2 separate regions of the Oryctolagus cuniculus genome follow, and region 1 is linked to region 2. The links are chromatin contacts, called in public Hi-C maps. All regions are on one chromosome and are shown on one strand. Each heading gives the region's core, a stretch centred on a gene start, on an enhancer-like site or on the middle of the called end of the contact. The rest is flanking DNA. Distances are from core to core; before and after follow the strand shown.

Region 1 (7,301 bases), core at 1,087-3,586, 67 kb after region 2:
GTAAACATGCTACAGAAGTACAGGGGAACAAGCAAAAAGAATCGCCAAGCGCCCTTTGTATGCACTAGCCCTTTGTACTCTGCAATGTTCCTATGCCCATAAAATAGAAGTGAGCAGAGGCACTCGGGCCGTGCCTAGCGCTCGCAGGAATGACTGCCACCTTGCTTCTCGGCTTCTGCACACTCAGAAGATTACGTTACCTCTCCCCCAGATCAGCTCCACTTAAAACAACACTTTCGACCGTATTTAGCCCGGCGGGCATCGGAGGGGGATTCAAAGGGCTAATTGAATGCTGAGTGTTTGAGCCTTCAAAGGAAGACCCAGGGCAGCCTGGCAGGAAGCAGGGATTAGACAAGAGGATGCATTGAAACCTGCCCTGCAGACTGGAGGTGCAGCTATGCACAGAAGCCGGGAAGTTCCAAGTCCCCCGCGTGTTAGGGGTGCATCCCTCCAGCAGCCTCTGGCCTTTACTGCACGGCATTTTGTCCTCTGAGTGCCACAGTAATTCACCAAAAAAATGTACTTTAGGAAGAGTGACCCAGGCTCCCGAGGAAGGGCCCCCCCACCCCCCCCACACCCCGCACCGGCTCTGGCCCGAGTCTCCACCTGTGTCTTTCCCACCCATCTGCACGGTTTGCCATCTCCTCGGCGTTCCTGCCCCTGGAAGGGGCTGAGCCGAACGCGTCCGTGCAGGGCTGTGGTTTTCTCCGGCCTGGGCCAGCAAGGGCCGAGCTCGGCTGAAGAATGTCCAGAAAACCGCATAAGGGAGATTTCTGAAGAAGACAGCAGTCTGATGGTTTCCATTTAAATCCTTGGTCCTCCTCTCCTCCCCCTCCAGGCCCCGCCCGCCCCAATGCAAGTGGCAGGAAGCTAACAGCGATTATCGAATGAGCTCAGCTGCCTGGAGTTGTTTTTCTTATAAAAAAAAAAAAAGAAAGAAAGAAAAGAAAAGAAAAAGTGAGGGTGGGTGGGTGGGTGGGTGGGATAGAGACGTTCTGCGCAGAAGATCCTAGAGACACAGAAAACAACTTAGGCTAAAATCCCAGAAGTTTGCTGCCAGGGATAAAGTACATACCTGGACACCTCCACCCCCCAGAAAGTTGCCTGACCGGATTGGTTGACTCCGCAGGCTGCGGGCAGAGGTGCACAGGACCTGATCGTTGGATCCAGTCCCATGGCGCTGGATTGCCCAGGAAGCACTCACAGCTCAAGGCTACTGCATGGCAACACTGTGGTCTTTGAATTACCAGGGCTGAGACGCCGTGCGGTCCAAGGACTCCCTAGCCACAGGCGGGCATTGCTCGGCCTCTCTGCAGCCCCAGGGCTGGGGCAGGGGCGGCGTGGGGGACCCTGGCCATCACAGCCTCTGCGCTCCTCGGCGGCCTCTCCCTTTGCCCTTGGGGCTGCAGCCGCTGGCGTTTGGAGCGCTTTGCATCCCCACGAATCCCACTCCAGGCTCTCTCTCTCTCTCTTTTTCCCCTGTCTCCATCAGGAAGTGGAGAGCCAGGCCCCAGATTCTTTCTGCTCCGATGATGTAAACAAATTGCAGAGGAAGTCAAGTCAAACTTTCCCTTGCTTCTTTTGTTCTCCCAACTAGCAATTCAGACAGCAGGGCCAACTCTTCCTGGATGCCTTTTAAAGGTTGTTCTTAACTGGAAAGGAAGAAACCCGTTGGCCTGTATTTTTTCTGTATCTGTAGAACAAAGATTCACCTAAATGCATGTTTTAACAAAACAGAAAACCCTAGAAGTTAGGAAAAGGCTGCTTTGTTTTGTTTTTGTCATTACCCAGCTGGCTGATTGCTGCTCTTTCCCTCAGAAATCTCCAGGCTGAAGCAGAGATAGCAAAGCCATCCTGATCTTCCTGTGGACAATTTCTAAACCCGAATCAGAACTGCTACTGCCCTCATTCACAGCCAAGGAAAGCTAACAGTCATGATTCAATTAAGGCTGCCCCCACACGGCAGGCACCAGACAGACAGGAGACATCTTATCTGTTCCATCTGCAGATACTGCTTTAAAAATCACGGCTAATTAAGCCCTTCCCATAGTGGAGACTACTTGAACCTTTATCCTTCGCTTGTAAGATTTCATCTCTGGGTTTCACTGACAGCGCTGAGAGCCAGCATTTTCAAACCAGAGGCACCTGATGATCTAGGTGAACTATTTACCACACCTATCCTAGTCATCTAATAAAAGAAGCTGTGTACCAAGTAACCGAAGGAGAACAGAATGGAAATACATCGCAAACATTTGAAGGGCTGCACCCAACGCTGCTCCCCCGGGGTTGGTGTTCTGTGACATTTACTCTGGCACAAGAGATAAAGATGCTGTAGCCAGGGGGATATTAACATGCCTACTCTGTCGGCCGAGGCCATAGTGTCCTCCCCTGCAGCCAGACCTGTTTTAACACAGCCCGATTCCTTCCTGAAAAATCTTGGAATTCAAATACAAGCTCAAGCTACTTCCTGAATCTCTGTAGAAGAGAAGTAGGTGTGGGGGCAGTATTGTTGTATGGGTGAAAAACAATATGAACAGAGGGAGAAACAGTTCATTTAGCACCATGGGTGGTACCTGTTGGGTTCTCAATAAAAGGTGGTTATGATTCCCCATGGTCAGGAAAAACCAGTGATGGCAGATCCAGAACCTCACAGTATTTGCAAAGTTATTTCTGTGTCAGAACATGTTTGCTCAGTCCTGAGTATCTCCTCCCCCTTTATCTATAAATACATATATACTGTAGATATTTATAGACTAATAGGCATATAAAACTTTTTGTACAGGTTATAATTGACTGTATAATTACTGAATAAACAAAAGATGAAAAGAGAATGTTAGGCTCTGAAAGCTGGTTTTAATTCACACTTTATCTTTTGTTCATTGAACTATTTATTTGCTTGTCTACATTCTTCTTTGGATTATTTTCCAAGCAAGCATTTCCTTGAGCAATGATCAGGCTGAGAAAATGATTTCATTCACAAAGCAGAGGAGCAGACAAACTAGGCGCCACCTCCAGAGAGCCCTCGGAGTTGGTGAGAGAAGTCGCGTGGGCTTTCACATGCAACTGGGCAAGTAGCGTCATCACACCCTGATGCAATTGCTCTGCACTTATAAAATCCAATCACTGCCTTTCACAAACTTTATCAAATGCCTACTATGTGCTGGGCACAAGGGTCCAAAGTTGAAACACATGGACTCGCCCAACATGCAGAGCAAACACACAATTAAAGCCACATACCCCCATACCCCCTCCTCGGTAGTCAAAAGAAATGATCAGAAAAGTTGTTTTTCATTTCAACACATGTACTTGCATGTCTTTGTCCCTTTGAAAGTCACAATTCTATTTTATACTTTAGCTTGATTTTCATTGTAATTTTTATTGGGATAGCTCAGATTAAGTGTTCAGAAAATCTGCACTCTGCTCCCACTCCTGCTCTAGATGGAATATTCTTCCTTGCAGCACTAATGTTGGACTTGGCCACGTGACTTATGTCAGCCAACAGGATGTTAGCAGGCTAATCCTTGAAGTGGGATTGCACAGTGGGTTTTGTTCTTGTACTTGACAGTATCATGAGAGGCACATGCTCATCCTCTAAGGACAAGACCCGTGGACCAAACCCAGATGCAATACACAACTTGAGGCCCCGGTCAACTCAGATGACCTGAGCTCCAGCCAATATACAGATGCCTATGTGAGAATGAACAATTGTTTTTTGAAGTCATTGCACTTTAGGGTGATCTGATACAAGGCAGTATTGTGGCAATAGCTTGCTGGTATAGGACTCATACTATGTCTAGGTCTCACCTGGGCCATGGCAGCACAATACAGATACTAAACAGGGGGAAAAAACAATTAATTTGTTAAAATGATTCAAACACTTGCAGACCTGATTTGTCTTTGTTTTGTAAGCCAAGCTTACAAGCTTAAAGTCCATAACGTTTAAACACAGCAGCGTCTGGAAAAGATTAAGAACAGTATGAAATACTCATTATTTACTCAACTAGATAAAGTCTCCATTCTACAAATGCTTCATCCCCAACCCCCTCCCCAGCCCTGCCAAATTCACTTGTTAAAGAGAGAAACTTGCTGAGGTCCTTGTGCTAGATTGTGAAGACACAGTATTGAGTAATTAATAGCTAACTCTAACCTAGCCGCAGAGCTCACCATGGGCCAGGCCTTGTTCTTAGGGCTTTATCTACATCCATTTATTTAATCCCAGTATTAGTCTGTGTGTGTGTGTGTGTTTTATTGCTTTAACGAAATCCCTGAGAAGAGCTTCTTTGGGAGTTTATTTCATGTGACAGTGGGAGGTTACAGCTCAGGATCAGGAGATCCCACAGTCCAGTGTCTGTGGGGGCTGCGCATGGCAGCGGCAGAGGCAGGATGGCATGGTGACCAGGAAGAGAGAGAGAACCTAGGCCAAACTCAGTTTCAAAATAATCAAAACTCTCGCGAGAACCACCCTCTGAGGGCACGCCTCTAAACACCTCTCACCAGACCCACCTCTCAGATGCCACACTTAGATCAAGGTTCCACCCTTAATCCATCAACCATTAATATTAAGACATCAGAGTTTAAACATTTGCATGAGTTTTGGGTGAAGATAAGTCCTGCAATACCCATAACCCTCTTCAAAACTCACACTGGTAGTTATTAGGAATATCCCCATTTTATAGAGCAGAAAATGGAGGCGCTAGGAGGTTATGTGGCTTACCTGAACTTCCACAACTTGTCAGCAACCAGCCTGGGCTCCAGGTTCAGTCCTGTGGCCGTAGGGTCCACGTTCCTGCCCACCGCGGGAAGACATGGAGTCCCCGTTGACAGGAAGTCAGCAGAGTCCGGGGACAACAGCAGAAACGAAAAAGACCCGTCACTACCAACCGTGGGCGTGCAGAGGAAGGTTCCAGGCAGAGCAGGGAGGTGGCTCCTGGGGCAGTCGATGGTGTGGTGTGGCTTAAGGACGCAAAAAAATTTCAGTGGGGTCAAGAGGGCAACTGGGTCTCTCACTGCCCCAAGGAAGGGGTTGGTCTGCAGGTTTTTTGTGAATTTTAGTACATTGCTTAGGCTTTGTAGGCAGTGCTGTTGCTGCCACAATTACTCAGCTCTGACACTGTAGTGCAAAGGCCGCCAAACCCTACACCGTGAGTAAACGGACAGGCGTGACTGCACTCCAGTAAACGCTGTGTGTATTTCAGGGTGTCGGTTCCACAAATAGCAAACACATGTGCAAAGACACAGAGCAGCATTCATACTGAAAGTACTTCCAGCGTATCAGGTGACCTCCAGTGACATCTCATGCACCTTGACCTAGAGAATTCTGGTGAGTTCTCTGTCAAGAGAGAACACAGGTCATACCCTAAAGACCATGACAGGATCTTGAATAACAGTAAAGAATAAACTATTGGGTTACTTCATCATCTAATTAATAAAAAGAAATAGGGATTAATTAATAAAAGGAAATAGGCATTTGGTGCATTACTGAAGACACCCACTGCTTGGGATGTGCCTGGGTTCGAGTTCAGGATCCAGTCCTGATAACAGCTTCCTGTTGATACACACCCTGAGAGGCATTGGTGATGGCTCAAGTAGTTGGATCACTGTCACCCAGATGGGAGACCAAGAAGTTCTTGGCTCCTGACTGTGTCCTGGTCCAGCCTCACATGTTATGGACATTTGGGGAGTGAACCAGCTGATGACAGTGCTCGCTCTCTCTCTCTCGCTCTCTCTCTCTCTGAAATAAATAAATACTTAAAAAAAAGATTTATTTATTTATTTGAAAGGCAGAGTTACAGAGGGGCAGAAGCAGAGAGAGAGAGAGAGAGAGAGAGAGAGATCTTCCATCTGCTGATTCACTCCCCAGGTGGCCACAATGGCCAGAGCCATGCCTATCTGAAGCTAGGAGCTTCTTCTGGGTCCCCTACATGGGTGCAGGGGCCCAAGGACTTGGGCCATCTTCCACTGCTTTCCCAGGCCATAGCAGAGAGCTGGATTGGAAGTGGAGCAGCTGGGACTCAAACCGGCGCCCATATGGGGTGCTGATGCTGCAGATGGCAGCTTTACCCGCTATGCCACAGCACTGGCCTCTGTACTCAATTTTAAAAATTATTTTATTTTTTTTAAAGATTTTGATTAATGGGGCCAGTGTTGTGGCATGGTGGGTAAAGTCACTGCCTGCAACGCTGGCATCGCATATGGGCACCAGTTCAGTTCATGGCCTGGCTGGTCCAATTCCTATCTAGTTCCTAGCTAAGGTGCCTGGGAAAGTAGTGGAGAATGGCCCAAGTTCTTGGACCCCTGAACCCATGTGGGAGACCTGTATGAAGCTCTGGCTTTGGACTGGCCCAGCCCCAGGCTGTTGTGGTCATTTGGGGAGTCAACTATTGGATGGAAGATCTCTCTCTCTCTCTGTGCCTCTCCCTCCATCTCTCTGTAACTGTTTCTTTCAAATAAATCTTAAAAAAAAAAAAAAGATACTTAGATGACAGATACATAGATAGGAAGATAGATTAACATGTAATATTGTGCATTTTTTGCAGTGTAGTGCAATATTGCAACATAAATACATAGCATAAAGTGATCAAACGAGGAAACCAGCCCTCCCATTTCTTTATCTTTATTTGAGTCTAGGACCTCCCAGGTCCTCTCTCCCAGTTCTTTATACAGAGTATAATTCATGATTACGAACCATGGTCACTCCACTGTGCCAAGGAGCACTAGAATTTGCTACTTCTGAGTTTTCATACCCATTACCCGACTTCCCTCTACCTGGTCCCCACCCTCCCCAGCCTCTAGTAATCACTCTTCCATGTGCAGATCGACCATCTTATTTTTAAAATTTCTGCATATGAGAGACTCTGCATCTGGCTTATTTCTCTTAACATAGTGACCCATCCATTTTGCTACAAATGTCAGGATCTCATTCTTCCTTGTGGGTCAATAATATTCCATTGTGTACACATGACACGTGTTATGTATCCATTCATCCACCCATGGACACGCAGGAGGACTCTGTATCCTGGCTGTCGTAGAGAGAGTTGCAGTGAACACGTGAGTGCAGGTATTGCTCTCATATCCTGATTTCATTTCCTTCCGGTAAACACACAGAAGTGGGATAGCTGAGTCATGTGGTGGATCTATTTTTAGTTTTTTAGGAACCTCCATCGCGGTCCCCATAATGGCTGCACTAATTTGCATCCTCACCCTCAGTGGATAGGGGTTCCCTCTTCGCCATGTCTTCTCCAGCATTTGCTATTTGTTGTCTTTTTGATAATAGCCATTCAAGCTGTAATGAAACGATACCT
Region 2 (6,578 bases), core at 2,946-5,445:
ATAATCAGGAAATTGGGCCAGAGCAGGGTGAGAGTGTGTGTGTTGATCAATTCTAGAAAGCCGTCGTCAAGTTTAAAGAACTAGAATGAGAAAGCCAAACCAAGCAGGTCAGTTGCCTTCTATGATTCCTAGCCGTCCGAACCAAGATAAGGTCGGTTGGTTGGTTTTCCCATTCTCCTCTACTCCATCTTGGGAAAAGCTTAAGGCAGGATGTGTGATTGTCCAGCATTTAAAGTCATCCTGAGTGGCCCATTATGCTCCACAAAGTGGCCGGATCAGCCTGTCACTTTCTCCACACCCAACTCCAGGGCAGGGGACTTCAGCTCTCAGCACCTTCATCAGCAGTGGGCTCATGACAGTACCTCCCCGTGGGACTGCTGTGAGCAGGGAGTGAGATGGTCCATCCCAGATGGTGAAGTGGTGCCACATAAGAGCCACCTAGCTAATGAGAGCCATTGTACCATCGGCCACTGTTAGCACCAAGTAGCCAAAAATCCCATGCTCAAATGGGGTGATAAAAGTGAGAGGCATACATTAGGAGCTATGTAACAGCACTGGATTTGATTCTCAGAGACTCTTCTGGCTAATAATGACAAGGAAGTTTATCTTTACGTGTGGCAGGTGCTGTGTGACAGCCTGGCTCTGATGCTCTGAGACTCTGCCCTGCCCTGTTCCTAAAACTGGTGCCAGTCAGTTGGCAGGTGATCAGCCCAGTGGCTCTTAAAGTAGTTCACAGGACCCTAAGCATCAGCATCACCAAGAATTTGTCAGGATTAAAAATTCTCCAGCTGCAGTCCCTTGGATCAAAGACTAGTGCAGTGGGAGCCAGTCATGTTTGAACAAGCCTTCCAGGGGGTTCTGACCCAGGACAAAATTTGGAAACCAATGGCCTACGCAAAGCTACCACTTCTCGGAGTGTTTGGTGCGAAGACCAGCCTTCATGATGCATAGATAATAAAAGCTAACATTGGACCTACTGTACACAGGTATCGTGTGCCACATGAATGGTTTGTACACTGCCCATCTTACAGATGAAGATGCTAAAACTCGGAGACAAAAAGCGACTTTGCCCATGGAAACACATGGCAGACTCAAGGCTGAAACCCAACCTAAGCTCTTAAAGGCACTGCCTTCCCGTTAGTGGGAGAGACAGGCAGGCGGAAGACAACAACACGAAGCAAGAGAGGCAAGCCGCAAGATGCTGTGGGAGACAGAGGAAGGCACAGCCACGTGATCGTAGTGGGTGGAGACTGGCTATGCATTTGAGGAGGCGCCAGTTGAGCGAACTCACAAAGAAAGAAGCAGGGCTGGCCCAGGGGCTCCCAGCGGAGCCGCAAGTGCAAAAGCAGAGAGCCTACAGGGACACAGGGAAGTGCTTCAGCACGGCTGCAGGTAGGACAGGTAAGAGGGAGGAGGCAGGGAGACATCACAGACCGGATCACCCAGGACAGGTAGCAAGGAGTCGTTGAGGGAGGTTGAAGCCCTCTTCCTAGGGCAATGGGGAGCCATGGAGGAGACTCCAGCTGGGGAGTCACACAGGTTTGCATTGGGCTGCTGGTGGGATCTGATACAAACTCAAGTCAATGACAACTCATTGAGTGCCCTCAGCTATCTGCTAGATAACCACAGAACGCCATCGTTGACTTTTGAAATTTCTTTAAAAGTATAACCAACAGCCTAGATACAGTCTCTAATGGCTTTGGCTAATGTTTAAAAACAAAACTGAGACAGGTTTAGCTTAGCAAAGATTGCTTAAGCAAGAAAAAGATTCTAGAACTAGTCAGCACCCTAGACCCAAGATGGCTCCTGATGCCTGTTCTTACAGAGCCGGGAGCCACTCTTATACCAGAATGACAGGAAATGAGTTGTGTAGTCTGGTTTGCCTTATTTGAGCATAATTTGGCAGTCTTCAGCCTGGTGTTGGTTGAGGGGTCACTGCTGTGATTGGTCGAGGGGTCAGCTACTATTATTGGTTGATGCTCAGTTGCTTAGCTACAGAAGATTTCGTTTGGACTACTACCAGCTCACACATCAAGCTAGGTTGTAGTTCATTGCATACCAGGCCCCTTTGGACCAAACTCATGTTTAAGTGTGGAGGCTGGCTTAGAACCATTTATTCCAGTTCAGCCCCCTTGAAAGAACACTTCAATGGTCATTTCAGAGCGTCACAAGTGTAAATTTGGAACCTAGCCCCACCATCCACCCAGCTGACCCACGCCTGTGATCCGAGGCTGTGAGATCTTGAGCAAATCACCTGCCTTTGTGGAGCCTTAGTCTGGTCCTTTAACGAATGGGAATGATGGTGGCACTTAGAGAGCTGCTAAGAAGCGTGAGGGAGACAGTGGCCTTGGTGCACGCAAGCACATTGCCTGGTAGGCGGTAAGAGCTCCCTCCGCTGGCATCACTGAGAAGGGTGCAGAGGACAACAGCCGACACAGAGCACGTGGCTACTCCTTCATGGCTCGAGGTCGTCAGAGCACCCCTAAACTTTATCCAGTCTCTGCTCGTGTTGATAGCCAGTTGGCTGACTGGCTCATACAGAAAGAAAAGGAAGGGAGGGAGGGAGGGAGGGGTGGAGGGGAGTAAAGAAGAATGTTTGATTTGCCCCATGTTCATCCCATTCTAAAGTAAAGTGAAGCTTCTGGGTCTGCCCTTGGCTTTTCTTGGTTGTGCCTACTTACATTCTGAGCCAGGTCGCCACGGCAGAAGGTTCTGCAGATGGCCTCCCCCATCTCTTTCAGCACCGACAGCTCCCCGCGTCAAAGGCCTTGCTCTTTCCCTGCTTCTCAGCAGGTTTTCCCCAGGGGCTGGGGGAGCGTGTGCAATCCACCAGCGGGGCATTCTGGAAATACCTGGAATGTTGTGTCCCCAGGGACAAACCTCAACTAATGAGGGATCAGAGATGGAAAAGAAACATCTCGGCTTCCCCATCTCTCAATGGGACAATGGTGGGGTGTCTCCATGTTCCCTCCTGGGTCCTCAGCAAGACTGACCCACAGCTGCCCACATTAGCAACCAACTTATGAACACCCCTCTCCCCCCACTTGTGCTTCCTGGGATCACCTCCCACACAAGCCACCTGCACCCAAAAGACCACCTCGGAGTCTGCCTCTCACTTAGGGTCTTCGCCAGGAAACCCAGCCCCTGCAAGTAGCTGGATGAGGGATATGGAAATTGTCACTCATTTCCAAGGTGCAGAAGGAGTTCAAAGACAAGCATGGGGCTCCCAGAAAGGAGAGCCAGAAGGAAGCTATGACAGCATGGCTCGATGTCACAGGAGCTGGGGATCCTGAGCGCCCTGGGGGAAGGAGACAGCCAGGCCAGTGGAAAGGAGGTTGCACAGGGGTAGCTGGGACCTGGGGGGCTCCCTGGATGCGTTGCCTTTCTGTTGGTAGGAGGGACAGGGAAGCTATCTCAGCATCAGTGTTTCCTGCTGGCTGACCCAACCCCAAAGCCTGCTGGCCATGGAGCCCGAGAGACGCAGTTTGGAGAGAAGTTTGCACAGAGGATCCAAGAACGAACAAACAAGCAAACACCCACCCCAGTTTGAGGCTCTGCACCGAGAGAGGAAAGCTCAGGGAATGTTCCTGGTTGAGGTCCCACCTCCCACCCCGGGCTGAGTAAATGAACGTGTATGGGGTTTTGGTCACGGCACATCCCTGGCACCTTGCTTATCTTCAGAGCAGAGCTGTGGTTAGGAACGGAACACAGGCTCAGGGTGCAAATGGGCCTTGGTTGAAATCCCACTTCTGCTACTTGCTAACCATGTGGTCTTGAGCAAGTTTTAACTTCTTCAAACTCCACTTTTCATCCATAAAATGAAGATGACAATGAAATCCACTCCATTGAGTTGCTATGGGGATTTAATGACACACTCCACACAAAGCAGTTAGCACTGTGCCCGGCATGCAGTAAATACCTAATAAATGTCGGTGCTTCTGGAAACATTTTGGGATTCCACTGTTCTTTGAGGGTCAGCCCATTAAAATTCCTTCTAGAATTTGTTTCTCCTCTTTATCACTATGCCCCCACCTTCAATGTCTATTTAGAATCTGCTGCCTGAGTCCCTACTTCATTGCCCTAAAAAAAAAAAGTCACTTTCACAGAGGTTCTGCCAGCCCTGAGCAGGACAGCTTTTCTCCTCCCTCCTTGGCTCACAGCCCTCTGCCCGCATCCCCCACCCCCTCCCTATCTTGGCTGGCCAGTTGTTCACAAGTAGCTTAGCAGTTTTGAGAATACAAAAACAGGAAATTATGCCCCAGCCCTGACTAAGGCTAAAAAACTCATGCAAATCCTTCAACGAAAAGATTTCTTCAGCTCTCAAAAACTAGAACCTTGAAAAATCAGGTCCCTGGGCCAAGATCGCTGGATTTGCTTAATCATTTCCTTTGCAAATCTGCAGTCTGTTTAAGCATGAAGAAGAGATGGTGAGAAAGGAAGAGGCGGGAGTTGAAATGTTGTAAGTCAACCGCAAGACGGGACAGGGCATTCTGGGGGGGAGGAAGGGAAGCATTTTTCATTAATCCCTCAGTGGCAGTACAGCCTGAGAGATCAGCACGGGAACACTGTTAGCCAAGAAATGGCCATTCTAGGCTATTCTTTTGTGCTGACCCAGAAGGAAATATCGTGGCCTTCTCCAGTGGCTCAACAGAGAAGAGCAGAGCCGAGAAGGCTGAGATGCCCTGGGCTGGCCGTTTGTGGCGTCCCACAGCAGCCATGCTGGATGTCCACACACCCTGCACTGTGTAGAGAGGACGGGCTGGGTTCTCCCTGGGTCAGTGCCTGATGAGTGGTGAGGAGTCTGCTGGAGGCTCCCAGCTGTAGGAAAATAAAGTGGGTGACCCAGAGCTGTTTTCTGGTTAAAATTCTGGGAAAATAAAAGGAAATGGCTTCTTTTGCCCTTCCGTGAACATTTCCTGCCAAAGTACTTTATTCATCCTTACAGTAAGTCCCTGTCATTGTTTGTCTTTTAAACTGAAAACCAACCTGTTAGTGTTAATCCAGCATAAAGAATAAAATAGCATAGAATAGAATAGAACAGAATAGGATAGATCTCAAGATGCATCACAAGTAACATAGGTAATATAAACTAGTGAAAGGTTTATTTGTGTTATAAACCCAAGTCTCAAGATATATTTCTTATTATGGCTTATAATAAGAAAAATTTAAAGTCTCTGCCCTTTCTACAGTATTGTGATTAAAAGTGTGGAATCTGGAGGCAAACATTTGGTGCAGTAACAAAGATGCCACTTGGGACATCTGCACCCCATATCAGAGTTCAAGTCCCAGCTCTGCTCTGGGTTTCAGGTTACTGCTATTGTGCATCCCGACAAGTAACAGGTGATGGCTCAAATACTCGGGCCCTGCCAGCCACATTGGAGACTCAAATTAAGTTCCAGGCTCCGGGCTTTGGCATGGCCCAGCCCTGGCTGTCGCAGGCCTTTGGGGAGTGAACCAGTAGAAGGACGATGACGATCTCTCTCTCTCTCTCTCTCTCTCTCTCTCTCTCTCTCTCTCTCCATCTCGCTACCCTTCAAATAGAGAAATAAGGAAAATGTAGCATCTGGAGTATGTTGGCATAGGTGTGAATCTCAGCCTGCCACTTGCTACTTGAGGTTGCCAAAGTGGATCAACTTCTCTGGATGTCAGTAACTTTGGAAATTACAACACAGCACAGAGAAATCAAACTTAGTATTGGATCTCACAGTCTCAGGGGTTCTGAGGTCACTTATTTTTAGAAAGTGACATCCTGCCCCTTGTATCTTTCCTTTGGCCCCAGAATGCTGCTAATCTTTTGAGGTCCAATCCTCTTCATTAAAACTGTTCATTGTAGCCTGCTTTTCCTCTGATCTTCTCTCACTCCTTTGATCCCGAGTTGCTATCTCTGTTATCATTTGGGGAAACCAAGCTCCAGATCCAAAACTTCTCTCCAGAAAATGGCTAAACTGCTACTCACAGGCTACTTCATTTACTGGGCAAGCGCTAGACCAAATCTATCTATCTATCATCTAATCAATCATCCTAGACCAGAGTGATGGTGTCCTACTTTTATGGAAAGCAATAATGAGACTGACAGCTGACTTTTCAGCAGTGCTGATGGGAGCCAGAGAACAGAAAGGAAGGAAAGTTGGGAAACAACAGAGGGAGAGGAGGAGGGAGAGAAAGGTAAGGAAGGGAGGGAGGGAGAGGGGGAGGGAGGCAGGGAGGGAGGGAGGCAGGGAGGGAGGGAGGGGGATGGGAGAGGGAGGGAATTCAGCAGCTGAGAGAAAGTAGTTGCCAAACTTTAATTCGACATTTAATAAAAATGCTCATCCACACCGAAGACAAAATAAATACGTCTTCAGGAAAACAAAAACTGACTTAATACATTAACAGCATCCCCTCACTAAAAGAAGTCTTTTAAGAGAAAAAGAAAATGGTCTAAGAGAAAAACAAAAATTTAGGAAAGAATGAAGAATGACATAAAGACAAATGTGTTAGTAAATCTAAATGACCATCCACTGTATCAAAAGATAATAATGTCCTGTGAGGTTTAAATATGTAGAGAATCAAAAGACATGGCAGCAACGGCACAAGAC

Evidence for each region. Hi-C and Micro-C count contacts between places; a contact is called where the count stands out from the background.
Region 1: a contact with region 2 is called in a Hi-C map of skin fibroblasts, with 2.6 times the contacts expected there. The contact joins two enhancer-like sites. A contact is called at or near these places in 2 of 6 Hi-C or Micro-C datasets (skin fibroblasts and an unstated tissue).

The regions. Positions count from the first base shown.
Region 1 is chr11:7,605,340-7,612,640 of mOryCun1.1, forward strand. LOC127487355 (a long non-coding RNA gene) reads right to left here. Exons shown (of 5, transcript XR_007914147.2): 2 at 4,715-4,786; 3 at 3,887-3,955. It overlaps LOC127487358 (a long non-coding RNA gene), which reads left to right. Exons shown (of 2, transcript XR_007914154.2): 2 at 1-896. Among named protein-coding and RNA genes, the nearest start is that of ZNF217, 190 kb to the right of the region's middle. Within about 2 kb of position 2,337, at least 2 of the 8 cell types and tissues checked have an H3K27ac peak or open chromatin away from gene starts, as enhancers often do.
Region 2 is chr11:7,536,351-7,542,928 of mOryCun1.1, forward strand. No RefSeq gene overlaps it. Among named protein-coding and RNA genes, the nearest start is that of BCAS1, 120 kb to the left of the region's middle. Within about 2 kb of position 4,196, at least 4 of the 8 cell types and tissues checked have an H3K27ac peak or open chromatin away from gene starts, as enhancers often do.